Regions from separate parts of the Acanthopagrus latus genome. Here region 1 is linked to region 2. Evidence: chromatin contacts called from public Hi-C data. All regions are on one chromosome and are shown on one strand. Each heading gives the region's core, a stretch centred on a gene start, on an enhancer-like site or on the middle of the called end of the contact. The rest is flanking DNA. Distances are from core to core; before and after follow the strand shown. Region 1 holds the start of LOC119033463 (ras-related protein ORAB-1-like). Region 2 holds the start of pitx3 (pituitary homeobox 3).

Evidence for each region. Hi-C and Micro-C count contacts between places; a contact is called where the count stands out from the background.
Region 1: a Hi-C map of muscle shows a contact between it and region 2, with 7 times the contacts expected there. The contact joins the promoter of LOC119033463 here to the promoter of pitx3 in region 2. A contact is called at or near these places in 2 of 4 Hi-C or Micro-C datasets (liver and muscle).

What each region holds. Positions count from the first base shown.
Region 1 is chr15:1,873,679-1,879,727 of fAcaLat1.1, forward strand. It overlaps LOC119033463 (ras-related protein ORAB-1-like), which reads right to left and starts at 2,258. Exons shown (of 6, transcript XM_037123597.1): 1 at 1,673-2,258. The coding sequence starts at 1,686. It overlaps LOC119033465 (a long non-coding RNA gene), which reads right to left. Exons shown (of 6, transcript XR_005079253.1): 2 at 5,556-5,885; 3 at 5,430-5,476; 4 at 5,265-5,342; 5 at 4,883-5,054; 6 at 3,972-4,160.
Region 2 is chr15:1,048,294-1,054,343 of fAcaLat1.1, forward strand. It overlaps pitx3 (pituitary homeobox 3), which reads right to left and starts at 4,435. Exons shown (of 4, transcript XM_037124861.1): 1 at 4,196-4,435.

The DNA.
Region 1 (6,049 bases), core at 1,008-3,507, 820 kb after region 2:
GAATATTAATTTTCACAATCGCATCTCTGTTTTTCTTTTTTAAATATTCTAATATATATTTGAATTTAGAATATTCATTGACAATCCTAGTGTACACATTCCCATTGCACATAAAGGCCAAATCTTAGTGGGTTTTATTGTGATATCTGACCAGTGGAAAAAGTGTCCTACTTAATGTAACATGTTCCTCTTACCTCAAACCTGCACATTACAGTTACAATCACTCTCCCAACTCCAGGCTATTACCCATTGTATCCACTAAAATCCTAAACACGCCATTAATAAGGGTCAAGTTGTGCAAATTTAACATTCCTTCAGGCCTGTAATGCAACCATCATCAACCACAACTTTAAAACCACTGACAGACGAAGTGTACTTAGTTTTGATCATCTTGTTAGAGTGCAATGTTCAGCTAGGAAACCTTGTGTCCTGATATTCATTGTGATGTTATTTAGACAAATGCAACTCACCCAAACACCACTGCAGACCAAGTACACCGCCACATGGTAACAGCACTCCCTAATGGCAGTGGCGCCCACAGCAGAACAATGTGCCCTCCTCTAAACTCTAATGTTGCATAAAGATACCCCCTCAACACTTTCACACTACCTTTCATTGAGAAATAACTTGGACATTGGCCAAGAGTATCTAGTCTCTACTAAAGAGGTGACTCATTACTACAAGATTAGGCAGTCTGACAGAGAAGAAGATCAAGTTTAATTAAAGTAATGACACAATCACAATGACCATACAATTCTTAAAATGTAAGACTAGTACTGTTAACAGCTTGTCATACTGGCAAAACCCTAACCTAAGTGAATGCTTATGAATGGAAACACTTATGAGAGAAAGAAAGCTTAAGCTATTGCTCAACACTGCTGTGGTGAAATCTAAGGCTTGTCCTGTAGCATGTGAACTACACATGACTAGTCTGTGGACAGGCTGCTACAACACTACTAAACCATATGACTTACACTTTAACTTTAAAAAAGTTAAGCATAAATCATGTTTCTACACAACCAATGTCTGCTGCTATAGAGTTTTCTCTTGGAGAAAAGAAGAAGCTGCCTGTCATAACGACTAAAGTGCAGACACCTGCAACACGGTATAAGGTGTCGTCTTTCAAACAATCCAATTAATGGAGTCCTTGCTGCCCAATCATGTTTAATACTCGCCATTTTAGTTTTTATTAATTTTACAAGATTGAAATAAGTTTACCTGAACTCGAACGGACATCGCTATAACACCTGATTTTCGCAAAACTACAGTTGATTACAAATACATAACGAATCGCGTTACAGTTACGAGCCAACATTAAAAAAGGGACCTTTGTTGTCTACTGACATCGCATCTCTGAAACCGAAAACGAACTGAAAATAGCAGTAAAGGTAAATTACAGCTGCTATCCCAACAGCTGCATTCGTTATGTGTAACGTTAAAGCAAAAACGCGGCGGTTGGTAAAAGACATCGATCGACTGAAGAATGTTTAACGCCAACACCTGCCAATGTTCCTGGAAAATGGTGACAGCATCTTAGGCAAATACAGGTGGACATTAAGGCTAATGTCAGCTGATGTTAGCCGCTAACTTAGCTCAACGGTATGCCAACGCTAACGTTAACGTGTTAGCATATGGTAAAATGTAACACAACGTAGATGAATATGATACTTACTATTCGGGATTCATTGTTGACTTGTTGTACAGTGTTTCCCCTCTCGTGAACCGTGTCTTTGTCCCTGTCTACAGATAAACAGCGCTGTTTAGTTGTGAAAACGGGAGCGGTGGCTAGCTTAGACTGTTCCCAAAAACCACGACCGGCTAGTTGTTTCTCTGCGAAAAACCAAAATGGCTACAACTCCAACCAGGAAACAGCTAACATTAGCCAGCTGGTTAGCCAAGTCGGGAATGACACAAAATATGTGGCTTGATTTAGCGAATGCCTCGTCCTGTACGACAGCCTGGTTACTCGTTCTACAGCCGTAAAGCCAATAAACAAGGGATGTAAATACACGTCTGAATAACAGCCCCTTCTCTGCCTCTCACTGAATATGTGTCCCTACCGCAACAGCGAACTGTCAATCCCAGGCAGAGATTACGTCATTTAGTGAAACGTGGCAAAGACGAGTCGGCTGGTGCCCCGTAACAATATCCACACGACACAACTTCCGGCCATATACTTCAACATAAACCTCTACGACGTGAGCTTTGCACAATTCGCTTGTGCTCTACAGTGAGGCTTTATTTACAAAGCCATAGTTATTATTTCCGTCCACATCCGTACAACTGACGGACTTGACACATTAGTCCCCAGGATGTTCATTTAACATCCAGGTAATGTGCACTTCGCTCAACACGTCTCCCATTACCACAGAAACCTCACGTGTATCATGAGTCACGGTTGTGTCACCACCTGTCGTAGAAACTGGGTGTGAACAGGGAGACTGCTACGTCATGTCAGCGCTTGTTTATAGGCAGTATATATGACTGTCCCATTCAGTCTGGTAAAGGAACATGGAAAAACAGCTCAGAAAAGTTGCTTTTCCCATTTTGTTTGGACAAGGAAAAACAAGAAGTTTACTAAAGTTGATTTTTTTTCCTTCAATGTACGTATTGTAGTACTATTAAAATGTGAAAAGTGCATATTACTTATTTTATTTAGAAACAACTTTAAGTATATTTAGTGCTTTTCACCAGCTACTTGAAGCTGTAGTCTGTAACTATTTTTTAGTTAATTTTGCTGAAATTGTCATTATGATCTGACAGTATCTGACAGCGCAAAGCCTGTCCCAATTCAAAGTGTGCTCCAAATGCTGCCTTCTTTTGCCTCTTGCTTCGAGGAGGAGGGAGGATGAAGGAGGACATGAGGCTGCAGAGAGGATGGAGAGGCTCTTCTCTGCTCCAGAGGACAATCCTTACATTATTTCTGTTATTTAGTTAATTTATGAGTTCCTTTTAAATTATTTGTTCATAATTGTTCATTTTATATAATTCATGAAATAAAATATTGTTCTATTGTTACACATTGTGTATTCCATTCAGTATTTACAACTTAAACCATATGTAAGAATGTGGCCAAAAACTACACTTACTACGCTCAAATTCAAAATACTGTGGCAAGTGGTATCCCCCTCCCCCTCCCCCTCCCCTCCAGACTCCAGGTTGCCAGAGCAGTTGGCATACCAGGATGGTGCTAATGCTGCTAGCATTAGCTGTGCTGCTAACGTTTGTTTCTATGATCAAAATTAATAACGTTATTACTCGACAGTTCAAAGTATTCAAAATGTCCATCCCCGTCAAGCTATGATGCTAACTTAGTTAGCCAAGCTTAACTTACCTGTCTAGAAGAAGAGTAGCCAATTCTGCACCCGTTTTCAATTTCCTCTCAGCTTTCAGCTGTCTCCACCATTCAGATGCATCTCCAATATAGACCCTGGCTTTGCCTCAAATTTATCTTGGCATTTTTGTGATTCATAACGAGGTCTTTTAGATTTTGTTGCCTCCGCCATTGTAGCTCAGTCGTAACTGGCAACCTGTGGTTGCTCTGCAGCTGAGACTCTACTGACTGCAATGATTTGTAGACGGCGGTGGTTGGTGCCACATGCCAAAACATGGTTTTAATTCATCAACATGATTTGCAGTCTGCAAAAGATTTTTTTTAATATGAATATTTTGGCTGTACTGTTGTTGTTGGTGGGTTCAGTATGTTAAATGAACAATACTCCTGAGTCTCTGTGGCATATTAGGATGATTTTATGGCCAGTTGCTTTAGATTCTTACATACTGTACCTTTAAGTACCTTACAATTTATAAGAGCAAACAGCATCAAGTTCTACTTTTCAGGGAGAACATGAGTTTGAATTTTTTTTTTTTTTTAATTATTAAGGTCTTAACATTTACAACTATTTACAAAATTACAGCATAAATAACTATTTACAGAATATTATTCACTTTTAACAAAAACAATTATGATTAAAAACAATATTAAACAGTTACAGATGATATACAGTAACAGGCTGAGCAGGAGTCCCTGCAGTGCTGCTGGGCTGGATGGTGTCAGTGGGACATCATCTGGGTCGGTACTCAGGGTGTTTGGGGGTCCAGTGTCCTCTGTCCACCATATCGTCCATCAACTGGGTCTGCAGTTCTGACTCCATCCACGGCTGCCATGTCATTGAGAATGTTTTAATGTTTAATTTCACAATATAATAATAATAATAATAATAATAAAAAATTACAACAAACTATCTACCAAACACTTTAAATATGAATGATGCCTTTAAAATTGTGGCGATCAGCAGTTTTTATGTCAGCATTAACATAATGTATTTATTCTCTGCAGCTAGCCTGCTGCAGACCAGGCTATCAGCCTGCCTAAGATTAATCCTAGAGATTCACCTGTATTTCCACCGTCAGTCCTGTCAGGAATTAATGTGTTTTACATTATGTCCATGGTCTTTCTAAGTATGTTGCATCATTTTAATTATCCTGCATTGAAATATTACAGATATATTGAAATTTCTCATTTCATTTGAATCTGTTGGCTGGTTGTAATTGCAAAACATCAGGGAGAAATATATTGCAAGTTTTTCACTTAATTTTTGGATTTAGCCTATCTTTAGTTAGAAAAAGATCTTAAATGTTACTTTTTGCTCTGTGTGTGCATTTTGTTTAGCATTGGTGGTTATCTTTTAAATTCTACTGCACATTCATGAAAAAGGGAGGACACCACAATGCTCTCTAGTTGAATTTATTTTATTCATTTTTTTATTTGGCAGTCCTCATTTGTCTTGGTTGCTTGGATCCTGGAATAGAGAGAGCCAAAGCAACAACGATTAAAACACTGTATTGCAGTTATTGTTACTGTGTGCACCAAAATACTCACTTCTCTTTCTAGTTTCTGGATTTCCAAGTCCAGTTTCCTGGGTGTCCGATGTTTAATCTCAAGAACCAGCTCCATTTCTTGGATTTTTCTCTTCTTGAGTTTTATTTTAACATCTGCCAGGTCTATATGTTTCTCCAGGTGCTTTGCGTATAGTTCTCACAGTGTGTGAAGTCTGTAAAAGAAATGTCAATTAGCACAGCAGGATTTGTGCATAATATAGATTTACTTTAGCCAATACTCAGTTACCAGGCTGCTTAGGAGCATCTTATCAGCATCTGGGTCCTGGTACACATATATTTTCTATTAGCACCACTATTAGCATCACTGACTTCATATCCTTTATGGACTAAATAAACAGGATATTTCCCTAAAATTGACATACCTCAAGCCTTCTGGAGTCCAGTGACACAGTCTCCTCATCTACAGAAGTGCATTCTGCAGCTGCAGATGTGCCTTCACCCTGCCATACACATGCATGTGTTGAGAGAACCTGAATTAAGATTTCACAGGATATACCAAACCTATGATTTCAATACAATGTACTAACCGGATCATCTTCCCGTGGCTTCAAAAGTGTAAGCATGTTCCCAGACACTGCAAGGAAATCCACAGTCAGACAGAATACTGTATTTATTTGATTGTGTTCCATGTGCAGTAGTTCTGCAATATGTACCTTGTATGAAGCGAACAGTTTCTGTGGCTGGGACAGAGTGTGTTACTGTCCCTCTCTGGATCCCCTCCATCACTGGCCTCCCTTTATTTAAATGGAGTGGCAGCTCCTCTGCTGGGGTCATATCCTGGCTTGGTGGGCCGCCCCCTGTTCCAGTTCTATGGGCTTTTTTTTTAAACTGCTACAATCATACAGACATTAAACATGTCAGCAGACATCTATTCACCTCATTTGTTCACTGTTACCTACTTTAAAGTCACTGACCAACCTGCAAAATGTTCTTGTATTTAATCTTAACTTGCTGCCTGGCTTTTATGGCCAGACAAGTTTGTTCTTTATGAAGGATAGAAAGATAGAATAGATAAAAACATTACATGAGTAAAATAGATTAAATGACACACATTGTGGTTAATTGTTTGCACTTAATCATACTCTACAGTCCCTGAGTAACATGCACCTCTACTTGCCACATTTAAGGCAAAGTGTACAACAGATGA
Region 2 (6,050 bases), core at 3,185-5,684:
CACAAAAGATTAGCAGACAGGAAAATGGGTATTCTGGTGTCGGCCAGAGGCCATCGCTGCGTCCCTGGGAAAGTAGATGCAAGACGGAGGATGAGGTTGAATCTCCCAGAAGAGAGATTCCCTCGGTAAGCACACTCCCTGTGTGTTGTGGCTTTGGATTAATGAGCCTCTGATATGGATTTGGAGGTTAGATTTGACTCGTGGGTTAGAAAGATCAGTAATTCCCTTGTTCTTAACGGCACACATATTCTATATTGTTTTTGTCTTTTGTTTCGTTGGATGACAGCAAACGATGTTTCTGTTTTCATCTTTCCTGTTAGCAGTACATTCTGCCTGGTTGAATAAGCTTGATTTTACATGTCTCTCTCTTTTTTTTTCTTTTTTTTTAACCCCCACCCTAGAACTAAAGTGCATATAACCCCCCACTACTTCCCCTCACACACCTCATTTACACACTCACTGAACATATTCCTACCTGCCTGATTCCTGAATCTTGTGTCTGTTTATCTTGTTCTATATATTTCACTTTTGCTACATATTTCTATCTATTTTTTATACTTGTTTGTATTTGATATTTATTTGTCAAACTAAGAGCTGCTATCTGTGTTTCATTGTTTTTGGGACAATGACAATAAACATCTATTCTGTTTTATTTCTATTTCTTTTATTATCTGATGTTCCAGCAGCCTCGAGATGAAGCATTTTGTTCATAACCACCAGAAACAACACAAGCCATCACTTACTATTATGACTTTTTTCAACAAAGGTAAAACTGTTTCATGTCCTTTTCCAAGAGGCACAACTGAGATTTCCCATTGTTGAAAGTAGCACAACTCAGCACTAATGTACAAGAAAAGAAGGCAACAAGGGACAAATTCAACACACAAGTGACATAAAAGTGATATTTAACTCTTTAAAGTTAAAAATGAGTCCATCTAATTTGGATTCAAACAGCGTTACCTTGCTGTGTGCTGGGTCGTTTATCTGGGTTTTAAAATCAAAGACACTCCACAAACTGGTCCCAGTGGCTGCTGGAACACTTCGGTCTGGGTACTTGCCTGACAGAGCAACAGCTGTCCCTTTGTGAGTGCAGAGCCCCGGCCCACTATCAGCAAGGTCCAGTATTTTGGTCAGAAATATGAACGTGCACCAGTCCGGGGGGATATATCCGCAGAGGCAGTGATGGATGGACGGACGGCCTGGTGTCAGTGTGGTGCTGAGAGGCTGGCTGGCTTGGCAACGAGGGGCTTGTGGGTGATTCAAGCCAGTCATTTTGTCCAGAACAAGGTGTCAGTACGCCTCCCCTCCCCCTCTCCTCCCTCCCTCCCTCCCCTCCCAGCTACACGCACATCAGGGGTGCCACATGATTATATTTCCAAAATCAAGAGCCCCTCTGCCCCCTCCCTGTCAGCTCAATATGGCCAACAAGCTATCACTGAGCTAACAAGCAGACTGAAGTGCTCAGTAGCTGACAGCTGGATTGATCACACAGCCTGTGTTGATGCTGATGTATGTGAGTGTGAGCTAACCCCTACAGCCTACAGCCGCTTTATGAAAATGAAAAGTGAACATGAGCTGATCTCACTTGAACCCTGCTCTTCATCCACCACAGAGGATATCAGAGGGTCAAGGCTATTTCCTGGTGCACTCTACCACTACCTCCACCTGACATGCTGTTCAGCCGCCTCCATAAAGCCTGAACATTGCTCGCTGGGACTGTGTTTACTCTCACCGCTGGGGGCCTCCTGTTTAGAAAAGGACGCAAATCAACAGCAAGATGAGAGTCTCTGTTTGCATAAGATGGAGCGCTTTGCATGAGCACCCGCCCGGTGACACCGATCTCATTAAAATATATATCTGCTGATAATAATAGAAAATACAATAATGGAAGGAAAAATCCTCTCATTTTTCGGGAGATTGCCGGGTCCATCTGGCGCTGCGCGCCGCAGACTGCTTACATTTCCACGGCCCGCACGCATTAGCCCGGGAATTATTCATAAACGCGTCGAGAATTAATTCCCGGGATTAAGAGTTGATTAAGATGTGTGTCACTTTGCTGTCTGAGAACTTATTAAGGGCCTCCTCGAAGAAGCGGCAGATGGAATTTCAGTCCAATGTTTGTAGATGTTAATTTCTGCCCTCCTATAACAGCCATTTGCATATGATTGAGTGAGGCCGAGCAGTCCTGAGCAGCAGCACACAGCCGGGGAGAGCAAGTCCACCACGGATCAACAGCGAACCTTTAATACAGTAAACCTGCGGTTCTGTGTCTGAGCTGACCCAGGCCCAGTCACAGTGTCCAAATAAAGGAAATGATCATTTTATATTCATCGTCTGTTCCGAGCTCAGGCAGAACTCATGATGATGGTCCGTTTAACGAGGCCGTCACATTGTTCTGCTGAGGCCGTGTGGTCAGGTGAGCGTCTCTCTCCAGTCAGGGGAACTAGATGAGTTGAACACATCGAAAAGTAAAGACGCGGCTTCCGCTCGGATCGTAAATCAGCGCGCTGTCTGCTGCTTAACAACGATTTCATGGAATTACGCGACTTCGTTCATAAACAATAATCTGCTCCTGTTGGGTGACTTGCAGTAAATTTCCTGGCTAAAAGGGAAAAATAACAGACTTTTGTTTAATTTTAAAATGAAATGTGTGTGTGTGTGTGTGTGTGTGTGTGTGTGTGTGTGTGTGTGTGTGTGTGTGTGTGTGTGTGCGGGGCAGCGCTGGCCTCCAGCAGGCCGGGGCCTTCACTCTCGCCTCTGTGCCACATGGTCGGCTGATCGGAGCTAGAAGAAATATTTACATCGTACCCTGAGGCCAAACGTGAACTTCGATTAAACAAATCTTATTTTCATATGTCCTGACCTGAGATCTGATGCAAAAGAGGAGGCTAACTGAAGGCCTCTCAGAGGAAACCTCTCCAGTCTGTGATGGAGAACCAGAGAGCCAAGCGCGCAGCGCGAGCTTCAGAGACGAGCCTAAATTCATTAGTAAAATAAAGGTTCACTCTCAACTGCGGAATAGACCTTTAGCTATTCTAAAATACTTCTATTTAAAATAATGAAGATTAAAATAACCCTTACGGATAAAGAAGCTACATTGTGGCTCTTCAGTTAACCTGCCATCTATTTTTCTTGCTGCATTTATTTTTGCAGGAGTAACGAACCTCTGAACAAGCAGCTGTCCGACAGACAGACAGACAGACAGACAGACAGACAGACAGACAGGCCGCCAGCAACCTCAGCACCTTTACAATATTATTAATTATACGAGTCAGAAAAAAGCCTCCATTTAATTATCATTAGTATTATTATTATATATGTTGTTGTTGTTGTTGTGTGTACAGTCGGTAGTATTACTGTTTGTATTGTCATGGCTGATATAATTAGTTGTAGTAGTCAAAGCGGAACATAAACTGGTGTTTCTGCCGTCCAGGATCAACCTACAATGTTTATATAAAAACGATAATAACTAAAATGATCGTCACAATATTTCTATATCCATGTTTGATATTTGACGTGGCGTTGTGGGGTTTGTGTCTGTGCGCGTCGCGCGTCGGGAGGTCGGGTGTGCGGCTCGGTCAGCCCCCTGCCGCCAATCACTTTGTCCACATTTCCAAATCATTCGGACGGGTCAAATGTTTCCTGCGGCCGCCTGTGCGAGCTGCGGGACTTGTGTCAGAACAAACCCAGAGCCGCAGAGGACAGCGAACACGCCTGAACCTCCCGAAGGCCTCCGACACGAACACACGGAGAATTCAAGGCTGTAGACTTCGATCTTTTTTTGCATTTCGTAATCTCGGTGAACATTTAGTCTGAACGGAAGATGTAACCCGTGCTTTTAAATACGTCTCGCTGTCTGAGCTGTTGCCTCTCATCAGCATCCTGATCTGCTCCGTGGACGCACAGCAGACGCAACTCCTGCTGTTCACATGGTCCTTTTTCTGCGTGTTTCAAGCCACACACACATCTCTTAAAGCCCATTCTTGGTACTTTAACCTTTAAATAAATGAAGAATCAGGCTGTGCTGGTATCATGGGACGCTGCAACTTGTTCCGTGCCAGAGAGTTGTCAACTTTTTAGGGACAAATCAAAAGGCGTTGGATGGATTCCAGATTCACAAAGACAAAAAGTGTGAGGAAGAGAAAGAAAAGACGAGAGAAGAGAGAGGGGGTGAAGTGCGGTCATTTGCACTTACATCGAATCCCGGTGTGATTAAATTAATCCGTGGAATAGGCAAAGAGCTTTACTGCAGGCTGATGGGTGTCCTGGCCTCAGGTTTGCTGGTGACATGGACAAAAAGTTCCTCGGTACGTCAAAAAGTCAGAAAAGGCGTCAGTCAGTCAGTCCGTCAGTTCCCGTCTCCCTCTTCTTCCTCTCTGTGCTGTCAGACATGAAGGCTGTGGAGGACTGAGGTTTGATCCCCACACCGAGTATAGAGGGGGTGGGGGTGAGGAGAGGGGTGACTTCATGCTAAATAATGTGTGTCCAGCATAGAAAGGACGGCCCCCTCCCTCCCCTCCTCCCTCCCTCACTCACGCGTTCTTTCTTTCTTTCTTTCTTTCTTTCTTTCTTTCTTTCTTTCTCTGCGCACATGTACGTTACGCATCAATTTACTCAGTGCAAACACACACTGGCTTCCCTCTGCCATTGGCTCTCTCTACAAGCAGTCTCTTCATCTCTTTCTCCTTCCAGCCTCCAGAGAGCAGCTCTATATGGTTTTTTTCAGATGGTAGGTCATAATTTAATTGTTTTGATGCATGCAAAATGAAAGTACCTGAGGAGCAATCAGACACAAAGCTCCATATAACACTTTTTGACAAACACTGAGGTATAACATATGGTTACGTCTTTATTACCAGTGGTGATACTTACATGTTCATTGGTACGAGAGGCAGAGAGAACTAGAAAATGTTCAACATATATGTGTTGCTGCTGATTTGCAGTTTCTAGATATGATGACATGAAATGGCATTAAAAATGGAGGCACTGAGGAAGTTTGAGTTGCAGAGTGAGCACCGAATGAAGTTGTGCTATCAGCTGGAGTTCAGGCACTAACCCCAGTACAAGTTAGTCTGTTACTGGGCTGGAGGTGTCAGTTGAAATGTAATGAGCAGATGAGCTCAGTTAAGGAAGAGATGAGAGCAGTGTACCTGTCAGGTGAGCAGTAATTAACATTGATCCTCTTCCATTTTTCACATGTAACAACAGTGACTCTGTGGACTGTGTGGGCTGTAAACGCTGCCTAAACATGGCTGACCTACACTCAGTGATGTGCCTGAACGCATCCTGTGTTCACAGACAGAGGACTGGAGCTGCTGCTGGAGAGTTGAAATCCAGCAATCCATTTTTAAAGAAAACTAAAATACATTGGAAGCAATGTTCACTTTGACAAGCACACAATAAAGAGGTTGAAATACTACTGAGGCTTCATAAATATAAGAATTCAAATTCAAGTGTCAGTGACTCTAAGCAGATCAGCCATCAGTTAAAAACTGTAAAAGAGAATACATTTTTAAAAGTGAAAGCAGTGGAAATGTCTATGATGTGTTGGCGCTGTAAGCCGTTGAAACGTCCATTTAAGAGTAATGGCACATGTCCACAAGAGCATTTTTGAACTTGAGGGATCACACTACTTCCCATCTTTGTGCACTTGACCAACACAGGCTGCAACCACCGACAACTACACAAACACTCAATCGGTACTCATGGGCTGTATCCTACATCACTTACTACCCACTACCAAGTGGACTTTATAGTGAGTTCACTATAATAGTTGTGGTGCTGTCTGAATGTATAGTACTTTATTTTACCCTATTTAAGTATCCCACAATGCCATGTGAAAAGTAGTGTACAACCGGTCAACTGGTCACTAACCCCGCATTACATACTATATACTATATACTATATACATACATACTATACCATCACCAGGAACAAATAAATGACCAGAGCAATGTCCCACAGTGTTTTCTCATTTGACTGATGAACTCACTACAGAGAAGTGCTTTATAGTGAGTAGGGAGCAGTGATTTCAGAAACACTGGTCCGTC